Linked DNA regions of Gossypium hirsutum: region 2 is linked to region 1. A link is a contact called in public Hi-C data. All regions are on one chromosome and are shown on one strand. The core of a region is the stretch at or near the end of the contact, and the rest is flanking DNA. Distances in the headings are between cores, read along the strand shown. Region 1 holds the start of LOC107895202 (histone H2A.6). Region 2 has its middle 10 kb from the start of LOC121213302.

Region 1 (7,165 bases), core at 4,610-7,109:
ACAGGTTCCAATTGAGCCAAAACTTTACGATTTTGACGATGATAGTTCAGACAATGCTCTAAATTTAAATCTACGATTCAAGGCATATAAACCTTTGCCCCACATGACCAACATCGATCTTTCCGCCAAGGGTGGTTTAGAGTTTTGGTAGCTCATGCATAGAACACCTGACCATGCAAGCTCATCTTTAGATGTCTAGGTATTGGAAGTTGGCATGGAGTACCCCAGTAAAGATGTTTTTCTTGCTACACTAAAGCGGTACAACTTCAAAAATGGCGTCAGCTATCATATTATAAAATCCTGTTCAGAGAAATTCGAAGGAAAGTTTACAATGCATGATGGAGGTGCAAATGGAAAATTATGGCATCTTTTCAGAAGAAGACGAGCTTGTAGATGATAAAGAAGTATCTTGTTCCACATACTTATGTTGCAGTAAATACGCAATATGATTATCCGATTTTCTAACATAATATAACCTGATTAGGGTCTTTGTTTTTTCCAATTGTGTAACTTTAACTTGTAATTTTTAGGTGTAAGTCAAGACCTTCCGAGGCTAGACTTTGACATGATATCTAACATAATTCTACCTATGGTGAAAGCGAGTCCTAGGATTCTCATCCTTGTGTTGATTACTAGCATCTGTAGCCAGTATGATTACACGCTATCGTACTATAAGACATGGGTCCCAAAACAAAAGGTTATGGATAAGTTGCATTACGACTAAGACAGATAGTACAATGATTTGTGGCAATGGTGTCAGGTACTTGATCGGTACGTATCAGGTTCTGTAACCGATTTGGAAATACACCTAACATGCTTTAGCAATCGTCTAGTCATTGGGAAAAGAGCATTCCACCGATTCTTTTGGACCTTTGATTAATGCAATGAAGCTTTTTGACATTACAAGCCTTTGGTGCAAATTGATGACACCTGGCTATACAGAAGGTATGAGCATTGATTGTTGATTGTTGTTGCCCAGGATAGTAATCAAAGGATTCTACCAATTGTATTTGCAATAACTCCTTCTGAAAAGGCAGATGATTGAGATTTTTTCCTTAGTTGATTGTGCCATCGCGTTTGCTCACAACTCGACATATGTGTCTATCCGAAAGGGGAATCAGAATCTTTGTCGCTATTGAACGGCATGGTAGCCTTTGGAATCGCACCTACTATAGGTATTGTATAAAACATGTCAGCTCTAACTACCACTCGAATGACCTCCGGAAAGTGAATGAGATTAATGCATTGACATGGGTACATAGTTTTCGCTATTTCTGTAATCATGCTAAACCATATATAGAGTATATTTTTGCATTCATGGTATACATTTCTCGACAGGGTACGAGCTCATCCCACATCATTTCCATGATATGTTGGATAACTTACACGCCATTAACAATGTTGGTGAAAACTACCTCGCCAACATACCCTTCATATAATGGACACAATCGTATGACGGGGGTTTATGGTACGGGTAATAGCAACAAACCTAACTGAATGTATCAATTCTATACTGAAGGGGACACATCATTTGTCAATAACACCGATTGTCAAACAAACATACTTTCGCCTGACTACTTTATTTTTAAAGCGGGAGACGACATATGCTGGGTGGATAGCGGGTGGTTACGTTTGGTACGAGTATGTCATGAAAGAAATTAACGAAATGCAGAGAGAGCAAACATTATGTATGTAGTGTGTCACTCGCGTTCAAACTTGATATTTCGGGTTACGGAGTATGCTAGACTCGACCAAGACATGTAAGAGGCATCATACCATGTTGACCTACCAGAAGGGACGTGCGATTGTGTAAGATTTCAGGCACTTTGATTCCCATGCGTACGTGTAATTGCTACATATCCTAATTTACGTATTGAGTATACGCCTTATATTAACAATGTGTACATATTGGAACGCATGCATAATGTATAGAGATCTAAATTCTTACCAATCCTAAATGAAAGTATGTGGTCACCAGCGCTCAGCGCCCCGTTCGAGTTGGCCCCGAACATGAACTTTCGTCATATCCCGAAAGGTCATCTGACTTCCACTTAGATGTGCACCAAGATGGATGTTCAGGAGAGGGATAATCAACAGAGGTTATGCAGGTACTGTAGAAACCAAGGGATATGAAGGCAACATGTTCCGTATTGAGGGATTCGTTGAGGCCTTAACATTGCTAACGTTTATTTTTTTGCAAAATAAAATTGATTACAATGCTTCTTCCTCTTTTTTTGTACAAAATCTGTTATTTTTTTATTGCTTTCATTTGAATTTGCCACTGTCTATATTCATATATTAGAAAAATTACTACTTTAAGTCCTACTTCAAGTACCAATTACAATTTCTATAGCGATTGAACTTTTACCATTTTTATGATAATAATTCGATAAAGGTACCTATCCAAAGTTACATATTTTATATCAAATATTATATATAGAAAATTACATATAATTTACATTAGAATTTAACGAAGACAAATATTAGTTGCAACAGAAATATAAAAAATTGATAATTTTTTATTGATGTCATTTATATTTACATCACTAAAAGTAAATGAAAAATACATCATCGGTGCCATTGGGTCGAATATGTGCCACAGGAAGGTGGCTAACGGTTGCGCATAGGATTTCTGTATATAAGTGGTGGTGTCTGCTCCTGCTCTTCATTGTGATCATTATCTTCATCTTCTTTTTATTTACCTCAATTTTCGTACTAGTCTTCATCTCCACTGTTGTCTTCATCTTCATATTTACCATTGGCTTCATTTTCGTCTCCATTGTCTTCCACTGTGCTTGAATGCGTCCTATCCTTTCATTGTGTGTCCTCTACTCCATGAGAAGGTGGTTGCGTCGATGACCCACCTCGATAAAGCAAAAACGCAGTAGGTGTTTGTGACACTATCGGTGAATAACTGTACGATGTCATAAAACCTAGATACTTTGACATTGATATGGGCATCGGTACTGCCATTGATGATGGCATCATTGTCGGTACATGTGTCGACATCTGTGTCGACATAGGGGCATAGAATGTTGGGAAGGAAAGTGCCCCAAGAAAGGTACCTACGTGAGGTGTAGATGCAGGGTGTTGTGGTGGTGTATATTGTGGTACTTGTGAAAAAAAAACACGGGGTTAGTGAAATGAACAGGAATAAGTGGAGTGAACTAGCCGGGATGTGGTGTAGACATCAGTGGTGCTTGTTGGGTTAGAGTTAGGGATGAACTCGTCACGGCACCTCCTCCGGACTTACTCTGCTAGGGCGGTCGTCGTGGCCTTTTTTGACGAAGTTGCCTACTCATCGCCTCCATCGACAGTAGATACGGCTTGCCAGCTACTTTAAACCAAGGCATGTACTTCAAACAGGCCGTTGTATCTGATAAGAAAAAAAGTTCACAGATGGGTAAGAATTTCATCCTACGATCCCAAATGTCGATGAACTCATTGTGGTAATCGCGCCAATTTTCGTCAATTTTCTCCTGCAAATCAAGCTTGTGCCGTGCTTCCATGTCTTGCGATGACAACAAAATTTTTTGCCTCTACTCGAACTGTCGCATCACTCGATCTGATTTGTACATCTCCATCGTTGCGTACACTATCAATGGCACATTGGCATCCAACATACTCTAAAATGACAAAAAATTCTAGCGGGATGTAGTCTATGATATCTGAATCGGTGTATAACATCCATTCAAACTACAATGCACAATTGTAAATTTTGTTATGTATGAAATTTTAAATTAAAAATCATTGCATAATTATTATAGGTTTGAAGAAAATCAGTAACTAACATCAGCTTCCAAGCGTTGATCTAACAACAGCTGAATATCTTCGAGGTGCTCCGGTAGTCCTGTATTACTTGGCCCATGGTTCCTTCTATTTAAGCGATATGTTAATTCAAACATATAATAAATAAACAACATTTATTATATTAACTGCATATTATTATCAAATGATTTTTACCTTTTCACCAATGGGAACGTATAAGGGTCGTTCATTCGAGGGTGTAAAAATGGCAGTTGTAACCACGCTCATGACTGCAGTAGGAGGAGACAACCATCGATTAACATCTTATTCGATTTCGTCGCCTGACACAACTCTCGCTATAACGTGGCCAACATGGCTAATCCCCAACTCAGTCATCTACATTTTTTGAAGTCTACTAGGCGTAGTAGCCACCTTATGTGTACCAAATTTTGAGATTTATTAGGCATTAGAATGCCCCCGATTAACCTTAGGATGGATGATCAGGCATATTGTTCTTTGACAACATCGGGTGCGTTCGAAGGAAGTTCTTTGAAATTAGTTTCCAACCACTTCATATCTATGCAGTCACCTTGAAACTTGTTCGACACCTTCCCCAAAAATGCATTGCAAAGGTCCTTTTTATCGGAAACGATCGTTGGCCCTATAACAATTGGTTCATCCACCAGTAAATCAAGTTGTAAACCTACGTCCTCAAGTGTAATTGTACACTTGCCGTATGAAAGATGGAATGTGTGTGTCTCGGGTTTTCATTATTCCACCAACGCACTGATGAGTGTAGGATCCAATTTGTAGCCCTCGAGCATATTAGACATGTAAGAATCCCACGTCTTGCAGATAACCACAAATTTTAGTGTCTAACCTCTTTGACAAATTATGTATAAACTTCTCCAAAACACGATCATCCGCATATTTATATCAATAAAATAAAATATTTTAAAAATTAAAAAACTTCAAATTTAACTTAATTGAAAATAACGAAATTTAAAATTTCTTTTTACCATTATCGTTTGAGCAGCGGAAATGTGCTTGTTATCGAAATGAATCAAAGAGCTTGTCATTTGTGAAAATTTAATCAAAATGAATATATGAAATAATTAAATAAAACTATAGTAGTTTTAAACAAAGTGTATAGGAAAATTTCGAACAAAAATTGAGAGAATTGAGAGAATTTGATTTGAGTGAAAAGAATGAAAAATGGCCTGATATTTTTAAAAAAAAATCATTGGCCCTGTTAAAATTTTTTATCATTGCCAACATTTACGAAGCTATTGGGAAAATGACTGTTGGAGGAAAGCGCCTCCAGCTGGATGTATTTTCACACATTCTCTCAAAAACCGACATCTTTCTCTAATTAAAAAAAAAAGGCATATTTTTCTAATTTAACCTAAGATTCTAGCTTAGCAATAATTGTAATTGCATCATCTAATAATTATATTCAAACAAATTTAAATTTATTAGAGATTTTCTTTATAATTAAGAGAGGGATAAGGTTACATGAAATCAAACTCAAAATTTTATACTTACAACATAATACTTTATTGTTAGAGCAAGAGGTTGTTGGCAGTTTATTAGAGATTTGCACAAAGCTCTTCCTAAGAATTTAATACTTTCAAATGTTGTATTATTTGCATATTTGAAATTTGATACTCTACTTTTAATACCATAAATTTTATTGAAGTATAATTAATAACATTATAAAAGGAATTATGTGATATTTTTAACATCACATTACTTTAAAAGAAGTCAGGTGGCGAATTTAAAGCTGCCTGAAATAAAAACTACTTCTTGAATTTCACAAATTCAACATTTTATTGGAATTTCACAAACTAAATTTTATCATATTTTTGTGAAATTTTTAAAAACTTTAAAAACAAAATTTAGTTTGTGAAATTCCAATAATATGATATGTAAGGTTATTCTAAAAAATTTTAAAAATTTAAACTCAACATTTTATTTGCTTATTTAAAATAAAAACTAAGTTTTAATGGAATTTCTTTTACATTATTATTAATGAGACTTCGGATCCTAAAAAAAAAATAAAAAAAAAGTGATTAAATTTCAAATATGTGAAGAATAGAAGGATTGAGAGCAAAATTAGACCTAAAACTTTCCCTCAGATTTTAACTAACTAAAATCCCCATAATCAAAAAAAGCCGAAGCGGTGTTCAGTTCAAATCTGAACCGTTTATTTCTTCATCATCCATCGGTTTTTGTCATCGATCCGCGTCCTCTCTTCCCACTGGCTAATTCCCTTACGCTTCCAATATATATGTATATATACCTAAACAACCAACAATTGTATCACTTAGATCTTTCTCCATTCCACGCCTTTGTATTTTGCATTTTCGTTTTTTTGGAATTCATCATCTTCGTTGCGAGTATACAATGGCAGGTCGGGGTAAAACTCTTGGATCCGGGGCCTCGAAGAAGGCGACATCGAGGAGTAGCAAGGCCGGGCTTCAGTTTCCGGTGGGTCGTATCGCTCGGTTCCTTAAGGCTGGAAAATATGCTGAACGTGTCGGAGCTGGAGCTCCTGTTTACCTCGCTGCCGTTCTTGAATATCTTGCGGCTGAGGTACCGTGACTTTTCTAATATGGGTTTATTTGGTTTTAAATTCTTAGGGATTAATCGATAAGTTTTTTTTTATTTTTTTTATTTTTTAAAGTTGTTTATTTTTGTTTGTGACCTAATCCAGGGTTTCCAATTTTCTCCCATAGAGAAATTTTTTTCTTTTATTCAAAATACTTTAAAACGAGAAAGTTTCAGCAATTTTATTTTGAAAATTTGGCTTTTTAAAAAAAAAAATTATGGATCTGTTTCTAAACTAGGGTTTCCATATATTTTTTATGAATTCAGATCTATGCTTTATATTTTTAAATGTAATATCTTTTCAGTTCATTGGGCTGCTAAATTAGGGTTTATCCACTGAAAAACAATTTGCTACTAATTCTGAAAGCTTAGATTTTCACGAGATTTCGATACTTTAATCCTCAAATTTAGAAGAAATTAGGGTTTGTATGTACATAAAAACCATATTAAATTTATTGAATATTCAGTGTTTTCTCCTTTCCTAATGTCAATGCAAATTGTATCCTTATTTCAGGTTCTCGAGCTTGCTGGAAATGCCGCCAGAGACAACAAGAAAACCCGAATTGTGCCACGTCATATCCAGCTTGCTGTGAGGAACGACGAAGAACTTAGCAAACTACTTGGAGATGTAACGATTGCCAATGGAGGTGTGATGCCCAACATCCACAACGTCCTCCTCCCCAAGAAAGCCGGAGGCTCCTCAAAGGTTTCCGGCGGGGATGATGATTAGATCCAGATCAATTAGTTTAGATTCTGAAAGCTGGCGAGAAATGCATCCCGGTTCCTTATGTGTTAATGCGGTTCTGAG
Region 2 (7,283 bases), core at 49-2,548, 87 kb before region 1:
ATATTTAATAAATTGTGGGTGTGCAATTAGTACTAGTCTGGGGTCAATGTTCCAAGAAGCCTTGGAAATTTAGAAATCTTAGGGTCAAGTCTAAAGAATGAGGCGAAAGGCAAAGGCAATTTTGATTGTCCAAAATAAGGTGCGGACGGCATGTGCTTTAAACAGCCGACAAACTATTTCAGATTTTTCTTCAACAAATTTATTTGTTTATATTGTATTTAAATAATATTTTATTTGATATTCATTTTTTTTTAAAAGTAACTATTTCGAAATGACATTAATTCTAGACTTATCTAAAAGTGGGTGGTTTAGACTTTGGAAGAGTGTTTTCTTTCAAAATTTAGCCTAATCACAAATCAATAGTAAATCTAATCTATTTTATTTGAATTTAATTATGAAAATATGTACATATCTTTAATATTTTGTTATCAAATCAGCTATTGGCCTTATGAGAATTTTCCTCCACATACCACACCTTCAACTGAATTATGCTAAGGATATTTTTTTTCCCATGGAATGTTAACTGCTTATAAATGTCACATAAAATTTAAACTAAATATGAAATTTTTGGTTTTTTAAATATTGAATTTTTTTAAGAAAAATTCAGCGAAATTTCTGTGTACAGATTGCTCTCAACCCTTCCCTGTCCCTTATTTTAAAAAAAAACTGATTTTTTTAAATTATTTTCTCTTTTTTTTAAAAAAATTAAAGACCGATGAAATGCCATTATCAATAAATAATTGCATATATGCATGAGTTAATCTATCACCAAGCAAGTGACACAAAACAACGGTGGAAAATTGCAAAAAATGAATAAAACCACTTAAAAAAACCCCAAAAAAATCAAAAGAAAACTCACCGCCTTCTTAAGAAACCCTAGAAAAACAGAACCAGAAAAATAAAAGAAACAAGAAAACCAAAAGCTTCTTTCGACAAGAAACGCAGCAGCCCCATCTCTCCGGCATCCTTCATCGACGTCTCTACAACCATCGTCTTGCTCCCACAGATCAACAACCCTCAAAACATCACGATCGATCCTATAGTTTCGAACCATCAGAAGCCTCAATACCCATTTTCTCTGACCCATTCAACCCCTTCATCTCATATATCTTCTATTTTTTTCGGCCTTTGCTTCTACCCTTAGCGACACCTCATCAATCCAAACCCTCGGCAATAACCCTTGTTTTCCTTCCTGTTATGGGTCAAAATATTTTTGTTAAAATAACGGTTAGTTGCAACGGTTAGTTCATTAAGTAAAACGGTGAGTTTCAATCTTAAAATTGAATCAGTAAAACGGGGCGCATAGTTTAGTGATTCGGTGCGTTTTGCACAACTGTAAGTGCCACGTCTTTTCTTTGCTGTTATTCTCTCCTTTTAAGCATGAATTGTATAGGAGAAACGGTTATGGAAAAACATTAAGAAATTTTCTGAACTTTTCTTCCTCTGTTCTCTCTTCCATTCTTCTTCTTCTTCGACATTTTCTGTGGAATTTTTGAGATCTTAACAAAGGTATCAGAGCCTCTACGATCCCTACAATGGCCGGTGATGGAGTTTTGACGAGGTTGCAGAAAGAGGGGGGCAGTATGCAGTAAGAAATTGCCAAAATTCAAGAGAGAATGGCTCGTTTAGAAGCAACGATGGACTCCAAGTTTCAAACTTTTAAAGAGGAGTTCTGAGGGGATTTGTAAGCACTCTTGAGTCAGTATTTTGACAATGGGAAAGGGGTCCTCGAAGCACCACCTGGTTTTTATCAAAAGGAGGTCGAAGCACCCACTGTTCCTGTTGGACTGAACTTGGCAGATGTAAGGAGCGTGCATTTGAGGAATCAATCACCTGTGGTTGGGGTGTTTGAGAAGGTCAGTAGGCTTGAATGTCCCAAGTTTGATGGTAATGATTTTTGAGGATGGTGGTCCAATCTTGAGCAGTATTTTGAGGCTAAGAGAATACTAGAGTCTAGCAAGGTCTATGTGGTGATGTTGAATCTAGAAGGGAGAGCGTTAGAATGGCATCATTTTTACTCCCAGCGAAATGGGGGTCTCCAGATGCTGTCGTGGCCAGCATACATGAAGAATATGCAGGATCATTTTGGTTTTGGTTAATTTGGCAACCCTATGAAGGAGCCAGTTAACTTGAAACAACAAGGTACGGTGGAACAATATCAAGATATGTTCGTAGGACTATTGAATCAATTGTATCTACCCGAACCTTATGCCACTAGCATTTTTCTTAGCAATTTAAAAATTGAGATTGGTCACTACTTGGATCTATTTGAACCTGCTACGCTGATGGAAGCTTTTCAGTTAGCTAGGAAAATCGAGGTGCTCCTATCCTGTCCAGCAAAGAAGTCTCCTACACCTTCGAGTAACTCACCTAGATCGATGTTGAATTCTTTCATCATATCAGGCTACTCCTCATCATCTACAAGATCTATTTCTGCTTCACAGTCTATGAGCAATGCTTCAATCAACAAGTCAGGCACTCGATCTATTTCTCCAGCTGTGATGGCAAAACGTAAGCAGAAAGGTTTTTGCTTCTGGTGTCGAGCCAAATACCATACGTGGCACAAATGTGTTAAATCGCTGTTATACCAGTTTTTGTGGGAGCCTTTATCTGACAGTGAAACAAAATAATTTCAAGAGTGTTCAGAGAAGCTCGAGGAAGGAAATTCGGAAGAAGAACCGTCGAAATCCCCTGTGATTTCGTTACATGCTCTCAATGGGTTACAAAGCCATAACACCATGAGGGCAGCTACTCGGGTAGGATTGATTCTAGCCATTATTTTGGTTGACTCTAGTAGTATGCATAATTTTATAGATGCAAAGCTGGTAAGTAGACTGTCTTTGCCAGTAATACCTCAAGAGAAGTTGAAAGTGCCTATAGCAAATGGGAGTTGTCTCTTTACTAGTGGAATGTGTAAAGAAGTGTCATGGGAGGTCCAAAACCATCATTTTGAAATAGACTTTATTGTTTTTCCACTAAAAGGATGTGACATGGTTTTGGGAGTTCAATGGCTATTGATGTTAGGGGACATTGTTTAGAATTTTAGCTCATTAACCATGTAATTTATGGTTAAGGGTCAGACCTGTATTATTCAAGGCACTGTTCCTGGTTCTTTGGCCGTGGAGGAGTATGGTTCAAATGAAAAATATTTTGTGATTATGGGACAGGCATTGGGACCTTACACAGTGATAATGAACACGCCCAATCAAGTAGCACTATCAACCATCACAGTTAAGGAATCTGAAGAACATCTTCAGGCACTGTTGGAAGAATTTGTAGATGTCTTTCAGGTGCCTAAGGGGTTACCACCTCCTCGATTGCATGATCACAGAATTTCTTTAAAAGATGAAAGTGTGGTGATAAAGGTTTGACCCTATTGATACCCAACCATTCAAAAGACTGAAATAGAGAAATTAATTCATGAGATGTTTCAAGCGGGGATAATTAGAAACAGCAACAGCTCATTTGCTTCTCCTATAGTAATGGTTAAGAAGAAGGATGGTTGTTGGTCGTTGTGTGTGGATTATAGACAACTAAATCAGCATACAATTAAGGACAAATTTTCTATCCCTATAATTGAGGAGTTATTAGATGAGCTAGGGGAAGCTCGAGTGTTTTCCAAGCTGGACCTGAAGTCAGGATACCATCAAATTCGAATGAGGGAATCCAACATACATAAAACAGCCTTCAGAATACATGAAAGGCACTATGAATTTCTCGTAATGCCTTTTGGCCTCACTAATGCCCCTTCTAGTTTTCAGGCTCCTATGAACTCGATCTTCAAGCCATTATTGAGAAAATGTGTGCTTCTATTTTTTTTATGATATGCTGGTGTACTCGAGTTCTTGGATCGAACATCTGCAGTATTTAAGATAGGTTCTATGTCTTTTGAGGGACCAACAATTGTTTGCCAAGAAGAATAAATGTTTGACACTACTCAAATCGAGTACCTAGGCCATGTTTTATATGCTGGAACGGTTTCTATGGACAAGTCTAAGGTTGAATGTGTTTCATCATGGCCAGTTCCTTAATCTGTCAAGGAATTAAGAAGCTTTCTTGGTTTCTCCGGGTATTATAGGAGGTTTATTTGACATTATGGAGTGTTGGCAAAACTCTTACCGATTTGTTAAAGAAGAATGGATGGCAATGGTCTGAACAGGCTACTTTCATGTTTTAATCACTTGAAAATGCCCTTTGCACAGCACCTGTCTTGGTGCTACCAAATTTTCAGCTCGAATTTACAGTGGATACTGATGCTTGTGCGACTAGAATTGGAGCTGTGTTGCAGCAGCAAGGGAGACCAGTGGCATACTTCAACAAAGCCTTAGGGGTTCGACATCAGGCCCTATCAATCTATGAAAACGAAATGTTGGCTATTCTGTTGGCTGTGAAGAAATGGCATGCTTACCTGGTGGGAAGACACTTCAAGATACGTACTGATCATCAGAGTCTGTAATTTTTGTCTGATCAAGTAGCAGTCACTCCATTTCTACAATGTTGGGTGGCTAAGATGTTGGGCTACGACTTTGAGGTTTCTTACAGGAAGGGAGTCAATAACAGAGCAGCTGATGCACTGTCTCAACAACCTCAGCTAGACCAAGGTCAACTTTTCCACTTGTCAACGAGTTCTGTCATCTCGAATCTACTAGCTCAGTGCAACATTCATATGAGCCTGATGATAAGCTCAAGAAAATCATACAAGATGTTCATCAGCCTGGAGCTCAGAACCAAAAATATTCATGGGATGGTCATTTCTTACGCAGAAGAGGGAAAATTATAGTTAGGAAGGACCTACAGCTACGACGAGAATTGTTTCAACACTTTAATGCTAGTGCTATAGGGGGCTCTCGAGGATGCATGCCACTAGGAAGCGTTTAGCTAGTCTATTATACTAGATAGGTCTCACTACTGATGTTAAAAAGTGGATTCGAGAATGCTTGGTCTGTCAACGGTACAAAAGTGAAACAGTGGCTTCTTCAAGACTTCTGCAGCCGTTACCTGTTCCTAACCGAGCCTGGTCCATCATCAGTTTAGACTTTCTCGAGGGCCTACCAAACTCGAACAGGAAAAATTCCATTTTAGTAGTGGTAGATCATCTGACTAAATATGGACATTTTGCGGCTCTATCTCACCCATACACAGCTAAGGAAGTGGCCTGGGAATATCTAAAAAATTTCTATCAGCTTCATGATATGCCTAACTTGATCATATCCGACAGGGACAAAATTTTTGTTAGCAATTTCTGGCAAGAGTTTTTTCGACAAGCAGGGACCAAACTCTTATTATCCACGGCATACCACCCTCAAACAGAAGGCTAGACGGAGGTCTTAAATAGATGTCTTGAAAATTACCTGCAGTGTATGACTCGTGAAACACCCTCACAATGGTTCCAGTGGCTACCTCTTGCCAAATGGTGGTACAATTCCTCATTTCACTCTTCTATCCAGTTGACCCCATATGAAGCATTATATGGGCAACCACCACCCACACATATGTCTTACTTAGCAGGCACCCCATCTGTAGCAGTAGTAGACAGAAGTTTGCAGGCTAGGGAGGCCGCTAGGAAGCAGTTGCATTTTCACTTAAAAAGTGCTCGATCTCGTATGAAACAATTTGCTGACAAACATCGCTTAGAAAATAGTTTTAACGTTGGAGATCTAGTGTATTTATATCTACAACCCTATCGACAGCAAATAGTGCGAACAGTGCTTAATCAGAAGTTATCTCCCAAGTATTATAGGCCTTTTCCATTGCTCAAAAAAGTCCGAGCTGTGGCTTACACTTGAAAGTTACCTCCAGGCTCTCGCGTTCACCCTACTTTTCATGTGTCGCAACTGAAGAAACATATTGGCTCTAGTTCGGCTCAAGCTCATCTACCTTTGCATGATGATCATGGTGCCATACAGAAAGAACCCGTTAGGATTGTGGACAGAAAAATAGTCAAAAACGGAAATCAAGCTATTACAGAGGTTTTAGTGGAGTGGATCGACTCTTTTCTGGAAGATGCTACATAGGAGTCCCGAACCATTCTTCGAACAAAATTTCCTCATTTCCATCCTTGAGGACAAGGATTTTCTTCTGGAAGGCAGTATTTGTTATGGGTCAAAATATTTCTGTTAAAATAACGATTAGTTGCAACAGTTAGCTCATTAAATAAAACGGTGAGTTTCAATCTTAAAATTGAATTAGTAAAATGGGGCGTATAGTTTAGTGATTCGGTGCGTTTTGCACAACTGTAAGTGCCACATCTTTTCTTTGTTATTATTCTCTCCTTTTAAGCATGAGTTGTATGGGAGAAACGGTTATGGAAAAACATTAAGAAATTTTCTAAACTTTTCTTCCTATGTTCTCTCTTCTATTCTTCTTCTTCTTCGACATTTTCTGTGGAATTTTTGAGATATTAGCACTTCCTCCGCCATAGCATGCTCCACTTGATTCACCAATCTACCCACGAATCTAAAGGGGAGTTCTTTGAATCTTTAAGCCCTTTCTTTAAATTTCCTTTATTATCACAACAGTACTACTCGATCTTTCCTTCCCCAGTTACTGAACTTTTTTAACTATAGTTAAAGAATCCCCCTCCACCACCAATCTCTGAAATCCCAATTCTTAAGCCAATATCATCAGTTGTAAATAGGCTCTCACCTCTACTGTAGTTGCATCGACCACAAAATTATTTGGGCATGTACATGCTACTAGAATATACCCCTCACCATTTCTAAAAGTTATTCCTGACACCAAACTATGCTCGTGCTTGTTAAATGATGCATCAAAGTTAACTTTAACCACATTTTTCATTGACAGATACCATGCATTGCCATTCAGATTAATGCTTGTTGCTACTATTATTTCTACTTTACTATTCTCTATATAGTAGGCTTTAACAAAAGAAATTAGGCCAGACACACTTTGTCTTTCACAATGACGATAGACATTGTTTCTAGGATGCCATACTGCCCAAAAAACAGTAGCTAACCATTTACATTGTTCTTCACCATCTTTGACAAATAAATTTTCTAACCACATTTTCCAACTTTTCCCTTGGTTAATGGGTAAGACAATAATACACACCTATTGCAAGACACATTTGGTGAACGAGCAGTCCAGAAAAACGTGGCTCACTGACTCTTCCATTAAGTGACAGAAACGGTAACAATTCACCACCACCTACTTTCTCAATTGTAAATTATCAAATGTAGGAATGTAATTCTAAGTCAATTTTCGTATTGTAATTTTTATCTTACTCGCAACTTTTAGTCTCCATAATTTGTTCTAAAAATTCT

The links. A called contact is a pair of places that touch in the nucleus more often than the background predicts.
Region 2: a Hi-C map of leaf shows a contact between it and region 1, with 2.4 times the contacts expected there. The contact joins the enhancer-like site here to the promoter of LOC107895202 in region 1. A contact is called at or near these places in 3 of 34 Hi-C or Micro-C datasets (all in leaf).

Annotation. Positions count from the first base shown.
Region 1 is chrA13:95,631,609-95,638,773 of Gossypium_hirsutum_v2.1, reverse strand. It overlaps LOC107895202 (histone H2A.6), which reads left to right and starts at 5,859. Exons shown (of 2, transcript XM_016820464.2): 1 at 5,859-6,342; 2 at 6,872-7,165. The coding sequence starts at 6,154. The coding sequence ends at 7,087.
Region 2 is chrA13:95,714,071-95,721,353 of Gossypium_hirsutum_v2.1, reverse strand. No RefSeq gene overlaps it. Among protein-coding and RNA genes, the nearest start is that of LOC121213302, 10 kb to the right of the region's middle. Within about 2 kb of position 1,298, at least 8 of the 9 cell types and tissues checked have an H3K27ac peak or open chromatin away from gene starts, as enhancers often do. A contact at or near this core is called in leaf, where this site is marked.